Regions from separate parts of the Mus musculus genome. Here region 2 is linked to region 1. Evidence: chromatin contacts called from public HiChIP or PLAC-seq data. All regions are on one chromosome and are shown on one strand. The core of a region is the stretch at or near the end of the contact, and the rest is flanking DNA. Distances in the headings are between cores, read along the strand shown. Region 1 has its middle 9.2 kb from the start of 2310069B03Rik. Region 2 overlaps M1ap (meiosis 1 associated protein).

Region 1 (6,251 bases), core at 2,575-5,074:
CACGTGATGGACGAACTCTTTGCTACCCTCAGTCAGGTAGGCCAGGGCCCAGCAGATATCTGAAAGAATCTCATTATCATGATGCAGCGGGAGCTGACAGAGGGTCGCTAGCATCTGCCTCAGTGCCTCCTCATAAGGATGTGGATCTTAGTTTCGGCATAAGTTGGCCAAAGTCCATGTGACGTTCCGAAGAGATGTGACTAGTATGTTTTTTGAAATAAGGTTGATCAGGTGCGGGATGGCAGTATTGGAAATGACATTGTCTCTGAATTCTGCACAGTCACCAGCGATATTCCCAAGGACCCACACTGCCTGCTCAGACACAGTCAGGTGAGGGGAACAGAGGAGTTCAATCAGGGGCTGAGTGGTACCCCCTTTCATAACAGCTTGGGTCTGCTCTGCAGTTTCTGAGGTGGTTTAGTGAGTGCCCATGCCGCCTCGAACTACAGGTTGTGGAAAGGTGTCGCCTTCAGGACATCTACCAGCTTGGGGATGGGCCTGGCCTCAATAATCAAATTTAGAGGAGGGTTATTTTCCTGAGATAGCATTTCCCTGGCAGCCTTGGTGGCCTGGAAACGCAGCATCATATCCAAACTATTCACCCCTTGGATGATGTCGTCCAGAGTGAAGTTGGCCTTTTTGACTAGTGCTTGAGAAACCATGTCACTGAAGAATAGATCGATATTTCTTCTCTTTAGCACCTGCTTATATTTCCTAGTCTTCCAGAGTTGTAGGCTGGAAGCAATCCTCTGTTGCTGCTGCAAAGACATTTCTTTGCCTCGGTACTTAAATTTCTTCAGCTTCTCTTGGGAGCCTCTGAGGTAGCCATATTGACTGGAGGAAAGACACCACCTCATGAAGTTTTCTTCTGGCCTCTGTCTTCTTTGACTCCTAGGCCTTCTCAGAGTACTCCCCCTTTTCAAGCCTTGGCGGAGGGTCCTACAGACGACGCTGGGCTTGATTTCTAAGTACTCAACAGCCCCAGTCATTTTGGCAGCACTGGGCAGGCGGCCCCAGAATCTCTAAGGCCTTCCATGCTTATGGCTATTTTAAAGGTGTCCTCCTTTTCTTTCTGTTGCTTTGACAAAATACTCGGTCCAAAACTCAGAGGAGGAAAGGGTCTATTTCTTACAACATCACACTCCATCAGTAAGGAAAGTCAGGGTAGGGACTGTAGCCAGGAACCTCAAAGCAAGAACCACAGTAGAACGCTGATGCTGGTTCACTCTCTGGCTACCTCACAGGCTTAACTAGCCTTTTTCCTTTGTTAAAGCCTGCAGACATTGGGTGCCTATTTATTTATTTATTTACTTACTTACTTACTTACTTATTTACTTATTTATCTGTCTGTCTGTCTATTTATAATATACATGGGATCCCCTGGGATGAGAATTACAGATGGTTGTGAAATGTCTGTCTGTCTGTCTGTTTATACATGGGATCCCCTAGGAGGAGAATTACAGATTGTTGTAAGATGTCTGTCTGTCTGTCTGTCCGTCTGTTTATAATATATATGGGATGAGAATTACAGATGGTTGTAAGATGTCTGTCTGTCTGTCTGTTTATACATGGGATCCCCTAGGAGGAGAATTACAGAAGGTTGTGAGCTCCCAAATGGGAGCCAGGATCCTCTGGAGGAGCAGCAAGTACTCCTGATTACTAAAGGTCTCCAGACCATTCTCTAGCTTTCTCATACATCCCATTTCCCTCTGGCTTGGGGTGGTACCACCCACAGTGGGCTGGGCCCCCTAAAATCAATTAATAATCAAGACATTCCCCCAAGTCAGCGAGCCAGTTTCATAAGGACAATTCCTCAATCAAGGTTTTCCTCTCTCATGACCCTAGGCTGTGTCAAGTTGACCATTCAGGGTGACTAGGACAAAGGGGTCCTTTAGAACTCTAAACTCATTTTCCTGTTGTCTTTGATTCTAAGGAACTACTAAGCTCTGTGGCAGGCCCTAGGAACCACTAGTCACTTGAGGGACCCTACAGGAAAGGCAGACGCACACAAACATGGTGCTTTAGAAATAGCAGCTACAACTGCAGACGGCAGAGCAGGGCTCAGGGACTCTGAAGCAGGGTCACCGCAGCTTCTGGGGCCACGAGGACTCATCATCTCTTCTTTACAAAGAACTGTCTAGCAGCAGCAATGTCGGCTGAGCCCCCTCCACATGTCGTGTGCTGGGCTCTACATGTGGTCTCTAACCCAACCCTTCTGATGATGCCATATCCTATTTTACAGAAAAGGAAACCGAGGCTCAGAACTCAGGCCCACCTCTCAACCAAGAAACCACAATGTGGTGCAGACAGTCCGAGAGTCATGCTAGATGCGATTTCAGGTTGAAAGCTACACAGCCCAAAGAAGATCAAAGTTAAACTGCAGAATGGGAGTGGAGGAAAGGGGTCCCAAGTATTGATAGAGCACCTCAATTCCTACCCAGCCCACCCGGGGTCAGCTTTCTGTACTTGACCCCAGAGACCTGACACTCACAGAGGCCCAAAGGATGAATCTGTTTCCTGATGCTCACATCCTGGCCTTCTTCTCCCAGCTAAAGTGGACACTAGGAGGCTAAGAGTGTAGCTTAGGGGGAGGATACTCTACATGCTCGGCATGTATGAAGTCCTGGCTTCAGTTCTGGAGATACAGTTAAATAAAATGGATACTAGGAACTGAACATTCCAAGAACCATTTTCATCTGGGTACCACCTTCAGGGCTCGTGGGTTGCTGAGGAGGACTCAAAACCTCAGGTCACATTGGGATTTGACCCTACCACTAACAAAGAGATACAAAGACCCGCAGTGTCCCTTTTCATCAGCATCTCACAGGAGGGTCAATCCAGGCGAGCCCATGCTTTCCTCAGTTCCCATGAATCAGTGCTCTGGAAGCAAACGCTGTTATTGAGACTCTGGAAGCTCAGTTATTAATAGAGCCAAAGACCGGGCTTTACTTGAAAGACAGGTACCCTGTCCACCCAGTGCTGACCAGGCCATGGGATGGGGGGAGTACTGAAGTTGTTGCGGGTGGTTTTCTGCTCTTCTTAGTGCCCCCTAATGACAGCATCTCCCAGGAAAAGGTCAAAGTTAGCCTTTCATTCTGGTCCTTGCAACGCCCAGGGCTTCCCAGCAGCTGGCAGAGGAGGGTGGGCCAGGGAAGCTTGCTTTACTGATTCTCTGTTGAGACCCACTCCTTCCATGCCTGATGCTTTTCCAAACCACTCTTGTCAACATACCTTGGCGACTTTGCAGCTTCCCTAACCTTCCAGAGCCTTGTTTGTCTCCATCAGTCGCTACCATAATGCCTTCTTTGTTCCATGGGCACTTGCGCACCTTATGCACATCTGGATTGCTGAAATATTGGAGCTGGGGGTGGGGCGGTGATGATTTGAGATGTAGTTCTTGCCTACAGACCAAGTGCTTGCCTACCTATTGTACGACAGACTTTTCATGGAAGGACACCAAGACACTCATCTATTCACCCCAGAGAGGGAGGCCATGGCAGATCAAAGTAACGACTGTAGCAACATCCAATTTGGTAAAAAGTAAGTTTTTACAGGAGTTACTATCAGGACTGTGGGTGAGGGGGTCACTTATAAAGAGCAGGGATCACTCAGAAGCAGCCGCATCACCAGAAAGCCCACCCCAACATGGGTGACCTGTCCCCATAGCTGCAACCCTGGAGCTCTCTGTGCATCCTGGGGCACTTCAGCAGCTCAATCTCCAGACACTGCGCATGGGGCTGAGCCGTAAGCATCCTTCAGACTTGTGTGCTCCCAGGCATGTGACCTTTCGTTGCCCTCCTGGAGAAAGTATTTGCTCAGAGGGCGTGTTGCCACTTTGCTGCTGCGTTTCTTTTACAGGATAATAGCAGTGGGTTTTCCCCTAAGGTGGCATAGGCCTGACCCACTTCCTTCTGCAGGAAATAGAAAGGGGAAAGGTTGTTGGTGCCCAATTGGTTCTTTTCCCCTTTTCCTTAAAGTCTGGGCCCCATCCCATGGGAAGGGATCACTCTGTTCAAGGTGGGCTTTCTCCCCCAGTTAATCCTCTTTGGAAAAACTCTGTCTCTCTCCCCGTCTCTCTGTGACTGTGTGCATGTCCGTCTGTCTCTCTTCTCTCTCTGTCTTTTCTCTTCATCTATATCCCTCTCTCATACAGACACACAAAATGGGCTTCATTAATGACCTGCTTGTGTATATTTGTATTTTATCATTTAATTTTTTGTGTGTTTTGTTTTAAGATTTATTTTATTGTATGTGTGTGACTGTTCTGCATGCGTGTATGTCTATGTGTGGGCCTGGTACCCATGGAGGTCAGAAAAGGGCCTGAAATACCCTGAAACTGGAGTTTATGGATGGCTAACCATAAACTGCCGTGTGGGTTCTGGGAAGTAAGCTCTGGTCCTCTCCACGGGCATCTGTTGAACCATGGAGCTCTCTCTCTAGCCCCTGCTAAGCTGTGTGTCTGTCTGGTGTCCTCTTGCTTGGGCTGCAGCCTTGTTGATGGATTGTATGTTGATGAGGACTGACCTGCTCTCACCACCCTGAGAAGACATTTATGATGATTACTTTTGATTGTCGACTTGACTGACTTAACGGCCAACTAAGGTTGTGCGTGATGGCACATACATTTAACCCCAGCACCCGGGAGGCAGAGATAGGTAGATTTCTGTGAAATTTGAGGATAGGGGGATCTATGTAGTGAGTTCCACACTAGCCAGGGCTATAGTGTGAGACTCTGTCTCAAAATCAAATCAAAACAAAAACAAAACTAACTAAAAGGAAAAACAAACAAAAAACTGGGCTGGAGAACTGGAGGGTCACAACCACCTGTAACTCCCATTCCAAGGGGTCTTCTGCCCTCTACAGGCCTCCATGGACACTGCACTCACACACACAGCAAGAAAGACACACACAAACACACACAATTTTACAAAATAATAATGAATTCTTGAAAGGAGAAAGAGAGAGAGATGTTGGCACAGAAGTGTCAGAAACTTCTCGATTGCCCCCACACTTGGCTCGTGGGATCCTGCTGGGCATTCCATGAACACGCGTGAGCAGTCACCACTGTTTGGTGGCTGGCATGGTTAACCCCATAGACTGATTCTGAGATTCTCGTTTGCACAGGCTTCCATAAATGCACAAAGTACCTAGAACGGTCTTCTTCTTAAGGTTGAAATCACAGCCTGGACTACCACTTGCTTCTGGTATCTCTTCTATACTGATGCTAAGTTCCTTTGACCTGAAGCAGGTGATGTCAGTCTCATTGCAAGGACTGCCCAGTGCCCTTTCTCCTCATATTCTGAGCACAGAATGCGCTGCCCTTGCTCATGACCCATTCAGGACTCATCCCCGCCCTCCACTCTTCGTGAACCTGGGGAGTATGGAGATGCGGCACACAGAGGAGGAGAAGAGGGCTTCAAAAGGCCTGGCCAGTTGGTATGAGATGTCTGAAATGTGTTTACTGGTCAGGGAGGAGTTGTGGAAGAGGTAGGTATCATTAAAATACATTGTCATTGTATGAAATTCTCAACGAATGAATAAAGACACTGTCTTTTTTAAAAGTACTAACTGAATATAGAATATAAAGATTTTTTTCTAGCAGTGTTGAGAACCTGTTGAGGGAGGAAGTCATCAATCTGTCCCCAGTCAGCCAGTCTGACTGAATTTTCTCTGGCTCAACTCAAGCATAGAGAATAAATGTTAGGAATGACTGAGTTAGGAAGTGACCTAATTCAGGTGGATGGGGAGAGCAAGCTGTGGGTCACTGGGTCCAGGGCACGCACAGACACACAGACAGACAGGGGGGGGAGAGGGAGAGGGAGAAGGAGAGGGAGAGGGAGAGGGAGAGGGAGAGGGAGAGGGAGAGGGAGAGGGAGAGGGAGAGAGAGGAGAGAGAGCGAGATGTGGTGTCCCACTGCAGTCAAACTGCGGGGAACCAGCCAGGACCTTGAGAGGGGTAAATGGGGTGGGGTGGGGGGGGGTGTACAGAGGAGGGAAGTTCAGGATGAAGGAAACTAATACAGTTTGCACTTCAAGGTAGATTTGGATTCAGTGCCCTTGACAGCTACATAGTAATTTTAAGGCTGGTGTAGGTCACATGAGACCCTATTTCAAAAAGATAAAAATAGGCAGAGCAGAAGTGGCACAGGCCTTTAATCCCAGCACTTGGGAGGCAGGGACAGGAAGATCTCTGTGAGTTCAAGGCCAGCCTGGTTTACAGAGTGAACTCTAGAACAGCCAGAACTACACAG
Region 2 (6,251 bases), core at 2,332-4,831, 65 kb after region 1:
AGGAGTAGAAAATCGTTGTGAAAGTGCTGAAGGCACAAGCACAGAGTCAGAAAGCAAAATAGATATGCAACTATTTTAAGTAATAAAAATCAAGACTTGGAAAAAAAAAAAGAATGAGTTTGTTGCTGGAGATGTGGCTTAGTGGTAGAAGACATTAAAGTTACTGTGTGGTATGTGTAAGGTCCCAGGTTCAACCTTCAATCTAAAAAAAAAATAGATAGCGTTCTCTCCAGGGTTTTTGTTTTGGTAGTCATTGCTTTTATTATGCAGGTTCTCATTCTATACCAGAAGACTAACACAGAACTCACTATAAAACCCAAGTTGGTCCCAAACATGAGATCCCCCTGCCTCTGCCTCGTGACTACAAGAGTAAGCCATTAGGCCTAGGTTACTCTAGACTTTTTTTGGTTGGGGGCAGGGGGAGAGGAATTGAATCAATGTTAGATCAGTCTGTTCTGAAGCTCACAACATAGCCCAGGCTGGCTTCCATCTTCCTGCCTCAGCCTCACAACTCATATTGAGCCACAATGCCGTGCTGCTCCAAGTTTATACTAACGTATTTTAACCAAATTATTCTTTCCCAAGTTACTAAGGGACTTTGTCATGTATGGACATTAGATTAAAAAAAATCTATAGAGGATTATATAATTTTCTCATTTAATCTTTTACTGTGATAAATTATAATTCTGATGTTATATTGAACTTAGACTCTCTGGTTTCTTTCTTTCTTTCTTTCTTTCTTTCTTTCTTTCTTTCTTTCTTTCTTTCTTTCTTTCTTTCTTCTTTTTTTTTTTTTGGTTTTTCGAGACAGGGTTTCTCTGTGTATCCCTGGCTGTCCTGGAACTCATTCTGTAGACCAGGCTGGCCTCGAACTCAGAAATTCGCCTGCCTCTGCCTCCCAAGTGCTGGGATCAAAGGCGTGCACCATGCCCGGCTTCTGGTTTCTTTTTTTTAGTTCCTCTTTTTTTAAAAAAATTGTTTATTTATTTTATATATATATGAGTACACTATTGCTGTCTCCAAACACACTGGAAGAGGGCATCAGATCTCATTACAGATGGTTGTGAGCCACCATGTGGTTGCTGGGAACTGAACTCAGGACCTCTGGAAGAGCAGCCAGTGTTCTTAACCACTGAACCATCTCTCCAGGCCCCTTTTCCTCTTTTTAAAGACAAGTTTTTCTTTACACTGTAACCCAAGCTGACCTCAAACTTAAAACAATTCTTCTGTCACAGCTTCCCAAATGCCAAGGTTAGAGATGTATGTGTAAGCCACCATGCCTGGCTAACATTATGCTTCTGAGATAAACCCAACTTATGGTCATAATATGTTATTTTTACTTTCTGCGTATGAGTGTTAATGCTTGAATGTATGTCCATATACCACTCTGATACTTGCAGAGGCCAAAAGAGGATGTCAGAGCTCCTGGGACTGGTGTTACACACAGTTGTGAGCTACCATTACAGCTGCTAGGAATTGAACCTGGGTCCTCTGGATGAGCAGCAAGTGCTCTTAACTGCTGAGCCATCCCTCCAGCCTATGATGTGCTATTCATTTTACATGTTCCTAGTTTTAATTTCTTGTCTTATTTGGGATTTTTACATCTAAGTTTATGGTAAAAATAATTTTACTTTTCTCCTTTTTTATTAACAAAATTGGTTCTTTGACAATCAGATATATATACATATATATATATATGTATATATGTACATGTGTATACACACACACACACACACACACACACACACACACATATATATATATATATATATATATATATATATATATATATATATATATATACATATATATCATTTGGAATACTCTCCACCCTATCACCTGCTCTTATTTCCTCCCACCCCTGTCCACCCATATTTACTAGTTTTTGTTTTGTTTATTGTCCCACTGAGTTCAACTAGGGTCATCTGTGTGATCCAGAGCATAGCAGTTCATGTATAACTGGATACTGACTATGCCTCCCATCCTCCCAGATTCTATTAATTCTATTGATTCTGCAAATCAATTATAATAAGCAGTAGAACCCTATCCCTTCCATAGCTGACTATTAGGAGGGCCAATCTGCTTTCATGATTGTTGTGGCCATGCTGTACTTTTTCAGCCCTTCTCCATATCTTCCATCTTTTACACCTTTCTGCCTCCTCTCCCAGAGTGTCCTCAGAGACTTAAAGGGATCGGGTAGATGTCTTATTTAGGGCTGAGCCCTTAACCATCCATCCTTTATTCTTAGTATCTTATGCATGGTTTTCATATTCACCTCTGTTCACTGCCAGGATTGGCTTCTTTATTTAAAGCTGAGAGTAGCCTGTGGGTGTAAACATAGATATTTAGAAGGTGGTTTAATAGTGTGTCAGTTTATCTAAGCAGCAATGTACCCATGAACTCTACAGTCATGTTTTGGACCAGGTTTACAGTAGTAGGTATAGGTTCCCTCCTATAGAGCCAGCCTGAAATCCAATTGAGAAGTGGTTGGTTACTCCTGCCCCATAACAGTCATGCCATTATTGCACAAATGGGCACATCTTGCCAGGCAGGTTAGAATCATAGTTCCTAGGGTTCACAGCTGCGTAAAACTGTTGATGCCTCCAGCCCCCAACAGCCTTCACAGCACCTTCCAGCACTGTGGGAGGTAGCCATCAGGGAGGAAACATCTAACTCAGTTTCTCAATACCTTTTATTCTAGGTGTGTGGTGCCTGCAGCAATAGGCTTTTATCAACTACTTGTAATGGGGAACCAAGAAAAAGTAGCAAGAACCTTTATTATTTTGGGAGCCTCCCTGAGTAGCAAATCCTATGGAGTTATCCCACACCCGACCCTGTGGGAAGCCTTATAATATGGTGAGAAAGACAAACATAGAAACAAGTTAAAATATAGGGCAATAAGCAGTAACAAAACTTATGAGGGCAGATAAGAGATTCCAAAACTTGTGTTTGAGGCACACTGATGTTCATGTATAATTCCTGCACTTGGCAGACGGAAGCAGAAGGATCAGGAGTTCAAGATCATACTCAGCTACATAGTGGACCCTAGGCTAGCCTAGGTAACATGAGACCTTGTAAAACCAACCAACCAAACCTGAAGTTTGACTTCTGTGTAACTGCTTTATTCTTTATTAGTTCCACAAGCATCTCTAAGCATTCTCATACTTACGCTAAAATCAAACACAAAGATCAATGTGGGGTGATCTTGCCAAGTTTGATGTGGTGCCCACATTGAATCCTTTTTAGGGATTTTTATCCCCTCAATATATATTCTTTGCTTCAAGTACCTGATCCAATTTTATGAAAGCCAGTCATTTTTTTTTCCTTTCCTTAGGCTCATAAAACATTGGTTATTCAAGTGGTGGCCACAGTTCCACACTGCTTTGGCTGCCATGAACCGAAGGAAAACTACTAGTAGAGGGACCTCCGCTGCCATGAAAATTAGTCATCAACCTCCGAGGCTTCTCATTGTGAATATTGCCGTACCTTCCTGGGTTGACATCTGCCCCAACCTCTGTGAGGCCTTGCAGAACTTCTTCTCGATAGCCTGCAGTTTGATGGGCCCCAGCCGGATGTCTCTGTTCAGCTTATACACAGTACAGAACCAGCATGAGTGTGTCCTCCCATTTGTGGTAAGTCTATCTCTACTGTTGGTATCCTGAAAGCAAATGAGATTTCCATAGCAGAACTCACAGTTGGTATTTCTTACAGTAAAAACCACATTGGTTCTTCATATCTGATTAGCCCACATGAACCAGAAGTTATCAGGTGTATGTGGGAGTTTGTGCTGCAAGAGGGAGCCTCTGAGTTGTAAATTTGAGGGTTGAAATAGGCTGCAACCATCCCTCTCATTGAGAGAAGAGAAGTCTTAGCATTTGCAGTTCTTTGAAGTGCAAACAGCTAGAGCCTTTCACCCTCTTTGAAATGTAAACACTTAAAGAAGTTTCTAAAGCTCTTCAGCGGTCTGGTTATCCAATCAAACTTGTCCTGGGGTAAAACTCAAGGCCCTAATTTCTTTGCTCAGAAATTCCTAACTGCAAAAACCATGAGACTATTTTTCCCTGGGCTCCACTCCAGTGAAACATGAGCTCCCTTCCTGTCAAACACCAGTAAGGTTTTAGAAGGAGGGGCTGAGGACCATTCTCTTTACAAAGCCCCCTTTCAATAGTCTACTTCCTCTCTTCCTCAAAGAAATTCAAGCTTCCCTCTCTCTTAGATATAGTTCAAAATCATGGGGATGGCAAAGACTTCCAGTGATTCCACGCAGCTCCTTCTCTGAGTCAACCTTATTGTTAAATCGATGTACGTGCACGATGTCTTTAAGATAACCAAAGGAAGGCGCTTCACAGACTTGTTGGTGGTTAAGTCTGTAAAATCTAACTAGAAGCCACTCGTTTTCTCCTCACTGAAAGTGAAAATATAACATCTCTTTTGGTATTATAAAGTATGGAAATAATACTCATTTGTTGAGTTCCCTTTCTATTACCATAATAAACACTGTTGTGGTTTGAATATGGTTGGTTCAGGGAGTGACACTATTAGGATGTTTGGCCTTATTAAAAGAAGTGTGTTACTGTGGGGGTGGGCTTTGAAACCCTCCTCCTAGCTACCTGAGGATGCTGAGTCTTCTCCTATCTGTCTTTGGATCAAGATGTGGTCTGCTAAGTTAATATATTCTAAAGGTTTTAATATATCAGTCATAAGACATTGATTCTAACACAGAGGTGGGCAAGGAATGGTGCCAGTGGGCTAGAACTAGCTAACTGTGTCTCTCCACTATACAAAAATCCTAGTCAGACACAGCTTCTTTCCAGGAGCTCTCATTCACAGAGAGGAAAGGGTTTATTGGACTTACATATTCAGATCACAGTGCATCATGAAGAAAAGTCAGGGCAGGAACCTGTCAGAAGTCATCTAGGAAAGACTAAGGCATGCAAATGAGTTTTATGGAGATGACCTTCCATTTTGCATGGCCTTCGATGGGTGAGCTCTGAGATGCAAGGCCACCAGAGACTTTATCCCAGGATTGCTTCTTGCTGCTGATATGCCTTTCCTGTCACTGTTATAAAACCTAATGAATCCTGGACATTGCCCCATCCTATTGGGCAGATTTCCTGTAGAATCAATATGAAGATGTAGTTTCATATAATAATGCTGTGTAGACAAATTGATGATTTCATAATTCCTGATAATGGTCTTATAAAATTCCTAAATTTATATAAGTGATTTCAAGCCATATATAGAATAAAGCTGCAAATAGAGCTCTGTAAAGCTTCATGTGTCATGAGTTAATTGCAATAAGATAAGAAAGCAGGTTTGAAATAAATATGTGATCAAGAAAAAACATTCATTCTAAGTCAGATCCAAGGATGAAATCATAGGTATGCGCTATGGTAAAGCAAGGCCATGTGAAACTGTCCTTTTAACTTGCAATGAGCTTATAGAATGAAATACTGCTTTGAACTCACTATGGACATCCTTTTGTAACTCCCCTTTTGTGCAACATTTTATCTATGAAGTAATTTTATAAAGAACTTTTGTCTAAGAAGGTATAAGGCAGACAGAGAGAAAAAATAAGTGTGACACTTGGGGCTCAGCCCCATCCACCAAATGTATATACGTATAAGTCTATTTGTCTATCTGTATGCACATACATATGTATATAGGTATATGTGTAGGTATGTAAATATACATGAATATTTGTGGAATTGTTGAGACTGGTGGTCTGGCCTGGCCAAAGTATTTCCTCTTCTTTTCTTTCTGGCTCACAAAAAGTTAATGAACTCCAAATCTCTAGGCTTGCCAGCCAGGGACCCTTGAGCCAGAGAAGAACTGCTAAAAGTCTGTAGATTTTGGTCACAGAACAGCAAAGAATTAAAGACAGAAGAATTACCAACAATAAAGCAGCTTAGGCTCCTATCACTGACTCCATATCCCTACACTGCCTTCCTCGGGGGAAACTGTAATGCCAGAAAGCTCCCCAGCAGGAAACAAAGTAGAGGCAGGCCGTGGAGGAGTGCTGCTTTCTAGTTTGTTCTTCATAGCTTGCTCAAACTGCTTTCTTATACAACTCAAGACCAGCTGCCTAGGAATGACACCAACCACAGTGGTTTGGCCCCTTCCATATCAACTGTTAATCAAGAAAATGCCCTATAGACTTGCCTACAGGCCAATCTAATAGAGGCATTTTCTCAACTGAGGGTCCCTCTTCCCAGATGACCCTGCTTGGTCAAACCAACAGAAAAAAAGGT

What was found. HiChIP or PLAC-seq counts read pairs in DNA pulled down with a chosen protein or histone mark.
Region 2: a BATF HiChIP or PLAC-seq map of CD8 T cells shows a contact between it and region 1, with 6 read pairs. The contact joins two enhancer-like sites. A contact is called at or near these places in 3 of 39 promoter capture datasets (the SN4741 cell line, hematopoietic stem and progenitor cells and neutrophils), 2 of 15 datasets of contacts at CTCF or cohesin (CD8 T cells and the NIH/3T3 cell line), 2 of 115 datasets of contacts at active chromatin or transcription factors (CD8 T cells and embryonic stem cells) and 2 of 9 other capture datasets (adipose tissue and macrophages).

Annotation. Positions count from the first base shown.
Region 1 is chr6:82,887,892-82,894,142 of GRCm38.p6, forward strand. It overlaps the pseudogene Gm6312. Among named protein-coding and RNA genes, the nearest start is that of 2310069B03Rik, 9.2 kb to the left of the region's middle. Within about 2 kb of position 3,825, at least 31 of the 459 cell types and tissues checked have an H3K27ac peak or open chromatin away from gene starts, as enhancers often do. A contact at or near this core is called in CD8 T cells, where this site is marked.
Region 2 is chr6:82,953,075-82,959,325 of GRCm38.p6, forward strand. M1ap (meiosis 1 associated protein) reads left to right here. Exons shown (of 10, transcript NM_033079.2): 2 at 3,335-3,632. The coding sequence starts at 3,393. It also overlaps the pseudogene Gm19287. Among named protein-coding and RNA genes, the nearest start is that of M1ap, 9.3 kb to the left of the region's middle. Within about 2 kb of position 3,582, at least 31 of the 459 cell types and tissues checked have an H3K27ac peak or open chromatin away from gene starts, as enhancers often do. A contact at or near this core is called in CD8 T cells, where this site is marked.